Linked DNA regions of Callithrix jacchus: region 1 is linked to region 2. Evidence: chromatin contacts called from public Hi-C data. All regions are on one chromosome and are shown on one strand. Each heading gives the region's core, a stretch centred on a gene start, on an enhancer-like site or on the middle of the called end of the contact. The rest is flanking DNA. Distances are from core to core; before and after follow the strand shown. Region 1 holds the start of TET2 (tet methylcytosine dioxygenase 2). Region 2 holds the start of PPA2 (inorganic pyrophosphatase 2).

Region 1 (4,495 bases), core at 1,233-3,732, 300 kb before region 2:
TGACCTGCAAGATCATTTCCCAGTTATAACTAAAGGAACATACGGATACTTGTATATTAAACACATGTTAATATAATATTTTCCATATATTAAGTGTAAGTAGATATGTAACTATATATTTCTACAGTCAGAAGAAAAAAAAACAACTTCTAAAAGTAGTTTGTTATTGTAGTAGTAGTAGTAGTAACTACCTGGGCACTTACCTAGTGCTCTTAAGAACTCACCACACCCTTCTGTCTTACAGGTTGTTCAACATATTAAAAGAAACCGATACTGAGAGAGTTAAGTAAAATGCACCCGTCACAGTGGAAAAGCCGGAGTCAAGACTCACTCAGCTCTGTCCAACTCCAAAGCCCATGTTTCAACAAATCGGCAATACTGTCCACTATATAAACGTATGTCGCGGTCTTGAGAGAACTCTATTTCCTGAACTGGAAAAATAAATCACAAGCCGGGCGCGGTGACTCACGCCTGTAATCCCAGCACTTTGGGAGGACGAGGCGGGCGGATCACGAGGTCAGGAGTTCGAGACCAGCCTGGCCAATATGGTGAAACCCCGTCTCTACTACAAATGCAAAATTAGCCGGGTGTGGTGGGCCGGGGGTGGTGGGGCGTGCCTGTAGTCCCAGCTACGCAGGAGACTGAGACAGAAGAATCGCTTGAACCCGGGAGGCGGAGGTTGCAGTGAGCTGAGATCCCGAGACTGCACTCCCACGTGGGCGACAGAGCAAAAACAAAAAAAGAAAAGAAAGAAAGAAAAGAAATTATAATCACAAAGAACTTTTCAAACAGCTTAGATTTTAAAATGCATTAACAATTGCCAAGACTTAAGTGACACTTTAATGCACAGCTAGAACACACGGAATGTCATTCCCACCTAAAATGTTTAGGAGAAAATGTACCATTTTTGTTAGCCTGTGCAAAATCTGAAATCTGAGTGAACTTTGTTTCAAAATGGAATAAACAATGTTTCATTGGACACACTAAACTTCTTAGCAACAATGTTGCACTTGCAAGGAGTTCCCTTTTTTACACTCTTCAAAGAGGAAATATTCCGATTTCATAAAATTAGGGCTTCACTTCTGAAGAAATTAGTCCAAAAAAAGGTGTGGTTACACAATGTAACTAGTATTGACTTAAGGGTTACGATCACCATGCGGTTATCCCATAAAAGATGTGACCAAAATACCTACTTAAAATGTGAACGTCAATAATGTGACATGTTAAAGATGAAGGGACTATTTCAAAAACTACTATCTGAGGTGATATGATTCGTACTATGATTCATATGGGCTTTGTTCTTCATCTCATCTTCAAACAAAAAGTTAATGACAAGAAAGAGGAGCGTTAGAATGGGAAGTAACACTACTCGGCAATAGAGAAAAACTCCGGTCAAAGGAAGAGCTTAGTTACAGGGTTCCGAATGTCAGGGAAAAATCAAGCACCAGTCATTCGGAATTAGCTCTGTATCGGTCGGTTTCTTCATTACTCATTACTTAATTGTACTGGTGGAAACTTCTGCAAAGTAGAGGCTCTTACGGGAGGTAACATGAGCGTTTGAAAGTACAGGTTTATTGCCTACTAGCGAGAAGTAGAGGGTCACTGGTGAGAAACCCATCTCGACTCTGTGAGACGCCCTCCTCTACTCAGCCCACGTGGCCAAAGTAAACAGAAGGTGGGCCGGGGCGGGGAGAAACAGGACTCGGTCAATTTCCCAATTTGTCGGGTCTTTAAAAATACAGGCCCCTAAAGCACTAAGGGCTTGCCCTCAGTGAAACACCGGCGTGCTTCTGCTGAGTGAGATTAAAGCGACAGAAGAGGGAGGACAGGAAAGCGCAGGCAAGGGGATCTAAAGGATAGAGACTCAGGCCTCTGAGAAGGTGGGCGCTAGCGGGGGTGAGGTGCGGGGAGAGGTAGCGTGGGTGGAGGCGACGGCCAATGCAAAGGCGTGTGCGGGTACACCCGCGAGGAGGTGGGTGTGCGCAGGGAGGTGTGCGCGAGACCTCGAAGGGGTGGTGGAGCGCGGACCCACAAAAAGTTTCAAAGGGAAATCTTGGTTCTCAAGTCCTTGTCCAGGCACCCATGCCATCCCAACCCCCCACCCCGCCCCCACCTTCGCTCCTGCCTCGCGTCTTCTCCCGGAGTTGGGGACCCGCAGAGGTCCCCGGGGTCCCCGAGGGCTGCACCCTTCCCCGCTCTCGCCAGTCCCGGCTACCGCCCCGCGCTCATCCGGGCGCGCCACTCCCCCCGCGCCACTGCACAGCGCGAGGGCAGCCCAGGTCTCCACTGCGCGCCCCGCTGTCCGGCCCCAGGTGCCGCGGGCCTTAGTGCTGGACGCCCGGTGCAGGGGGTTAATTGCCCGGGAGCCCGGGCTGAGGGCCCGAGGGCGGCGGTGCAGGCCGGGGCGGAGCGGGAGGAGGCCGGGGCGGAGCGGGAGGAGGCCCGGGCGGAGGAGGAGAGCCGGCGGCAGCGGCAGCGGCCAGACCTCGGGCGGCCGCCGCCGCCTCCTCCGCGAGCGCCGCGCGCCCAGGCCCCGCTCGCATGCGAGTCACGTCCGCCCCCTCGGCGCGGCCGCCCCGAGACGCCGACCCCGCCGAGTGATGAGAACAGACGTCAAACTGCCTTATGAATATTGATGCGGAGGCTAGGCTGCTTTCGTAGAGAAGCAGAAGGAAGCAAGATGGCTGCCCTTTAGGATTTGTTAGAAAGGAGACCCGACTGCAACTGCTGGATTGCTGCAAGGCTGAGGGACGAGAACGAGGTCAGAGCGCTTTTCTTACGCCGCGAAACTCTCCCTTTCCTCTCCCCTTCGCTTTCTCTCGGGCTTCCAGGGACTGGGGAGCAAACCCTGTAATGTCACCCACAAATACCAAGAGGGAAGAGGGAAGCTTCACAAATTACTGGAGCCTCTTCAACATGGCTGACAAATATAGTTTTAATTCCCCCCACCCCTCTTAAACCTGTAGTTCTGTGTTCTCTTCTCTCCTGCTAATGTTCGCCCCTCCTTACCCAGAAAACTTACCTTTGTACCTCTGACGAGCCGGTTTCTCAGCCTTTTAATCCTCAGAAAAGTGATTGTTTAAATTTGCTTTCCTTTCTAAAATAGTTCAGCTTCGGGGGACACTACTTTTCCCTTTAATCCTCTTCCCTGTTTCTTTCGTGTAAGTGAAACGAGCCTCCCGTTTATCCCGAACAACCTCAGACAGAACACGGATAGAGTGTTTTTCGACCCTTTTATCTGCTCTAGGGTCTGAGTCTGGATCTGGGTTTGTGTCCGCCAGTTCTTACCTCCTTATCCCCCTTTTGGGGACTGTACGAAGTGAATGTCACAGGGAGTGGAATTGGAGTACACTGAGTGGGGTTTTGTTTTTTTTCTTAAGTCCGCGCGTTTTGTTAGCGGCGCTGAGTGAAAGAGGAAAGAATAGTTTCTCTGGTTCCCCAACAAGACCAGAACTCACTTTTCTCAAGGTACCTCAGTCTGCGCTGGCTGAGCCTTCTAGCCTGGGGAATGTGTGTAAGAGAATTTGTGGACAAATCTGTGTCCCGGCTTTGTGCTTCTCCCGAATCAGCTTGGTTTGGTTCCTTGGTAAGTGACAGGCAGACACAAAGGCAGGCGCAGGCCCGGGGAGGGGGCGGGAGGGGGTGGGGAGCGCAGCGTTGAGAGTTGCAAGACTGCAAGGTCAGGGGCGCCGAAAGAATGAAACCCAATCCCAGCAAAGAAGTGAAGAGCAGATTTGTAACAGCCCCATCCAATTTCTCTTTTGGCTTCTCTCTTTAGTCTTTCATCTCTCCACCTTTCTCTGTCTCCCCTCTTTACTCTTTGCGCCTCTGTCTGTCTCTCTCTTTCCCTCTCTCTCGCTCTAGCTCTCTGTCTTCTCTCTCTCTCTCTCTCTCTCTCTCTCTCTCTCCCCCTCTCCTCTCTCATACACACATGTACACACACACACTCGTCACTCGCATCTTGCTGAATCTTTTCACTGGGACTGCTTGTCTAGTTTTATTAAGCTAACAGGGTTTCTGAGGAGAGTTTTCTGCCTATGACATAATAAAGAGTGGCCTGGATAGACTCCTGGAAAGGCCGAAAATGCAATAGAAGTGTTATTTGCTGGTTATTACCCTCATGATATACTTTTAATTACATTGACTCAGTTCTCCCTTTTTCATCTAATGTTTAAGAATTGAGAAAAGGATTATTTTCCCGTGGTAAAATTTAGTGCATAAAATTTAGTGAAATATTTATATATTTACCTGTCTAGGGAATAGAATACATTCATGAATTTAAGATCTCAAATCACGCATTGTGATTTTTCCCCTTCAACCAGGGATTATAATGGCCAACTCAAATTCAAAGATATTCATCAACAAATGATCCAACCTAGGAATAAGATTGTATCTTAAGGGACGTTGGGATTCACAGAGAAAAGACATTGGTTTGGTTTGGTGTGAGACTGTGGGTATTGTTGCCTGGCTAATGAAATCATTACATTTGCATTTT
Region 2 (4,747 bases), core at 8-2,507:
TCTATAATGCGTAGAGGTATCACTAATAGTGATTTCTATTTTAGGCCCTGTGACTAATTACTTTATATATACAACGTCATGTAATTCTTGCATCCCTATTTTACAGATGAGAAAAAACAAGGCTTAGAAACTTAAAGTCGTTCGGGGTCAGATGAAGAACTCGAGGGCCAGCTTAGAAGTGAAAGCCTCCAGAGCCAGTGCTCCCAACAGGGGAGCGATAATGCAAGGCCCACTTAGATACTACCACTCCATGGCTCTGCAGTCAGTGGGGCGTGAAGGCAAGCGACCAAGATCGCTATTTCCAGGTACAGTTAACGTACATAGTGAAACACTGGAGTACACCGAACAATGAGTCACGAAGACCTGGGTCTTTTCCCTGAACTGGGCAGCTCAGGGACCCGGCAAGTCGCTTAGCACTCTAGGCTTGCCCAACTTGTGGAGAAGAAGGGGCTGCCCTGGAGCCAGCAAGGCTTTTGATCGTGATCACACTCAGGGTGTAAACCTGTGCGTATCAAGTCATGCTTCTGGGAAATAACCTTTATCAGATCTTTCCAAAACGCTGGATTAGACACTGCAAAGTTCCGCTTGCTTCTCCGACAGCAGGAAGCTCCCGGAAGGAGGAGCTTTCTCACGGCTTTATTACGCCACCAGAAAGGCCAGCCGGTGGGCGGACTCTGCCCTCCTTTCCTCACTAAGTTGTGGGAACTGAGAACCGCCGCCGGGCCCTGCTAACCGTTGCTGGCCGCCGCGGGGTGAACGCTCGCACTCTGCCCACCTCTCTGGGTGGGCGGCTAGCAGGGTGCAGGGTGCTGTCTCCCTCCCCCGGCCGCCGGCCGCCGGCTGCCCTGCGCCCCGGCGTTCCGCTTTGGCGTCTGGATCCGCCGCCTACTCTCTGGCCGTTCTCCTGACTCGGCGCATGATCTCGCGGGGCTGGAGCGCGGGGTGACCGCCGAGGACCCCAAAGAGAGAGAGGGGAAACCGCGCAGGGCGCTGCAAGTGTCCCCCACTCCATCCCCCACCCAGGTTTCTCCGGCGCGCGGCGCGGCGAAGCTGCGCGAACTACTTACTGAAGAAGAGGCGGTAATTATGCGAGCAGGGCTCTCCGCGCTCCTCGGTGTGGTACTGGGCCATAGCACGGCGCGGCTGGGTCCCGGCGCTAGTCGCCAACTGCAGGCAGGCCGCGGCGGGGACACCCGCGCGCCAACCGCGGCCCGCGCGCAGCACCAGCAGCAGCAGCGCGCTCATGGCGTAGATGGCGGTCCGGCTCTGCGCGCGGAGGTTCTTGAGGGCCCTGCCCGTCCGCGCCGGCGCCCCCTACCGCTTGGAGTCGTCCCTCCTACCCCGGAGCTTGGGCTGCAATCCCGGTCCTTAGTGGAATCTGGGCCACCAGCCAGTTGTGCGCACTGTACCTTCAGCGAGGCTGCGGCTCAAAGAAGGGCCCACCACTCCTGAGACGCTCACTGCCACTCGTTAATTCATACATTTATTCATGACTTCATTTATCCCTTCAAGATTTACTATCATGATTTATTAGAGTAATGTAATACTGAGTGATTACTCTGTACCGGGAACTGCTCTAGACCCTGTCCAACATCGGAGATGAGCGCATACGCACACAGACATCACTATAAGACAAAATGATCAGGCCACCACGTGAAAACGTGACCTTGACACCGACTTATACAGCAAAAAACCCTAAGTAGCGTATTCAAATGCCATCTTCTTCATGAGGCCGTTTTCTAACCCAGTAGAGGTGATTTATCCTTTCTCTTACATTTTCATTTCTCCAGTGGTATTTGATACCATACCTGTATAACTGTGAACTTATGTTCCCTATTTCACCTTGACCTGCCAGCTAGATGGTAGTTGACCATGCACTGAAGACTTGAAACGTAGTATCCCCGCAGGATGTTGCACCATGCTTGGCATATAATTACGGTTTCTTTATGGCTTCTGAAATTCCCTCTCTGCTAAGTCTTTCTCATCACCTTAGAAATTTCTGGTTATGGAGCCTTCCAGAAAAAATTGTTAAAAGAATTGTCCACAGTCACTGTCTCCATTTCTTCATATTCTTCCCTCATGTCAATCCAGAAGGTTTCCTCCACCTTCCCAAGGTCATCAGATGACCTCCTTGTTGTCAAATAAAATTGATAAAAGTCAATTATCACAGTAAATAGGAGTGAAAGAATCCAGAAGATAGAAGTAAATAAGATTTTATAAATTACAAACTAAAACTTTTTAAAAATTAAATGTATCAGTTACTCAATACATAAAAGTGAGAGCTAGAAGAGTAGCAATTTTATAGAAAGAGGCAAAGAAATGTGTGCTTATGGATTTGAAAAAACAAAGTGAAATTATTTTAATTAAAAGAAGGCATTAAAAAATTATCTCCTGATTTGAAATACTACAGTAAAAATTAGATTATGAGATTTTAATAAGCACAATACATAAATTTATAAAAATATAATTCTAACTTAAAATCCAGGCCCTTTAAGGGAAGACTTACATCCTTTACATAGATTATGTTAACTAATTAAGTAATTAAGTTAGAATTGCAAATTTGATACTACACTAGTTAACTTCTCTGTTCTATGGCTACAAACAACACAATATGGTTAACAAGAAATTAGACAAGATATTTAAAACCAGCATTTACTTGCAAAGATCTGAAAGCTGATACCAAGATGGCTCTGTAGTGGAGAAATCTTGTAGGAGGGAATCAAGTGAATCTGTCTTATTGCTCTTATGTGCTTGACCTCTATTGCTAAGGTCACCTTCGTAATTTAAGATAGCTACCATAGCTCCAACATTACATCCTCATTCCACCTGCCAGACAGACCGAAGAGAAGAAGGTTGTACCCCTTCCCTTGAGAACATTGCTCACAAATCACTTGTATCACTTCTACTTGCATCCCATTGGACAGCACTTAGTCTAACGGCTACCACAAACTATAAACTAGCAAACCTTATTCTGAGTAGTGATAGCCCTATATAACAATTGGGAGCCATACTACTGAGGAAGAAGGAGAGAATGGATATTGTAGGACAACCAGTAGTCTGCCACAAATGTCATTTTTTTTCTTTCTAGTCTGTCTTCTTTGAGACTGTCATCAACTAGACCACTTTCCTACTGGACACCCAGGTTCTTTCAGCATTGTGATCATTAAAATTGGGAGACTAGTCTACCCAGGTTCCAGAAAGGATCTCTAGGAGATGTTGTGACTGGCTACTTAGAGGCTTTCTATTTAGATTATAGATCCTAAAATGTTTTCTCAACAGTGGTAGCTTTGAAATGTGTCAACTTGAATAGGCATAACTATAAGGCAAAAGCTCCATAAAAAGGGAGAGAAAATCTCTTTTGTGCATATGTCACAGAGTTGTGTAATTTTATTGTTTATATTGGAAAATAAGCTTAATTTTTCTATTAACTTTTGCAGATCAGATATTTAAATAAGTCTAATTCCTATGGAGGCAAGGTTGTGGGCTAATTTCTAATGATCTTTGGGTCTTAAAATGAGTTATCTAGGCTGAGCATGGTGGCTCATGCCTGTAATCCCAACACTTGGGAGACCAAGGTGGGAGAATGGCTTGAGCACAGGAGTTCGAGACCAGCAGCCTGGGCAACCTGACAAAATCCCATCTCTACAAAAAATACAAAGTCAGCTGAGTGGGGCGGCACATGCCTGTAGTTCCAGCTACTTGCGAGGCTAAGATGAGAGGATGGTTTAAGCCTGGGATACAGAGGTCTCAGTGAAACAAAAAATCGTGCCATTGCACTCCAGCTTGACCAACAGAGCCACACTGTCTCAAAAACAAAGTTATCTATTGAGTTAATCTAGCATGTAGTTCTGAGGTCCCTCTTGCTAATAGCTTTTCTTAACTCTGGCAACATATTTTATTAATAACTGACAACAAAGTATATGCATCCTGATTTTAAGAAAAAAAAGTTACTAAACATTTCTGAATGTGAATGTTTACTTAAAATGAAATCTCACCGGACGCGGTGGCTCACACCTGTAATCCCAGCACGTTGGGAGGCTGAGGCAGGTGGATCATGAGGTCAGAAGTTCAAGACCAACCTGGCCAAGATGTTGAAACCCCATCTTAAAAAAAAAAAAGAAAGAAAGAAAATGAAATCTCTTCACTAACTTGGCATAAATTACATTGTAAAATGTTACCAAGTTATTACGCGTTCAAAAAAGGAAATGCTGACTTTTTTGTTTACATTTATTTTTAATCTCTTACATTTCTTAAATAACTTAAATAATAAGTTTACATTTATTTTTAATCACTTCAATTTTTATCTTTCATTCTCTACAGTTAATTGTAATATTTGAGAATCAAAATTAAAAATGGATAATATAAATGATAGGAAATAAGTATCAGGTTAGCTTTTAAAATTTTTTTAAAATATTCTGAGGGTATATTTATCACGTAATGTTTGGTTATGTAATTATTCAAATTTAGAGGTTTGGAGTCTAACACATTGGACTTCCATTATTGACGTCTCCTGTTGTCATCATGTAGCAAGTATAAGTCTTAGTCCTAGGAGTTTGCAAGTTGGAGAATAAAGACAAATACATATAAAATCATATTTTCAGAGTTTATGAAATACAAACCACCAGAGATTCTTCGATAGAGAATTGAAACTGATGGTTCAGGAAAACTAATTTATAACTAATATGTAAGAAGGACCAGTATATGAAATAAGAGACATGGTGTCCAGGTATTGACAGTATCTCAGGTA

Evidence for each region. A called contact is a pair of places that touch in the nucleus more often than the background predicts.
Region 1: a contact with region 2 is called in a Hi-C map of skeletal muscle, with 4 times the contacts expected there. The contact joins the promoter of TET2 here to the promoter of PPA2 in region 2. A contact is called at or near these places in 3 of 3 Hi-C or Micro-C datasets (induced pluripotent stem cells and skeletal muscle).

Annotation. Positions count from the first base shown.
Region 1 is chr3:92,284,338-92,288,832 of calJac240_pri, reverse strand. TET2 (tet methylcytosine dioxygenase 2) reads left to right here and starts at 2,482. Exons shown (of 13, transcript XM_078366750.1): 1 at 2,482-2,761. It also overlaps the pseudogene LOC108590839.
Region 2 is chr3:91,979,344-91,984,090 of calJac240_pri, reverse strand. PPA2 (inorganic pyrophosphatase 2) reads right to left here and starts at 1,257. Exons shown (of 12, transcript XR_013533006.1): 1 at 1,068-1,257.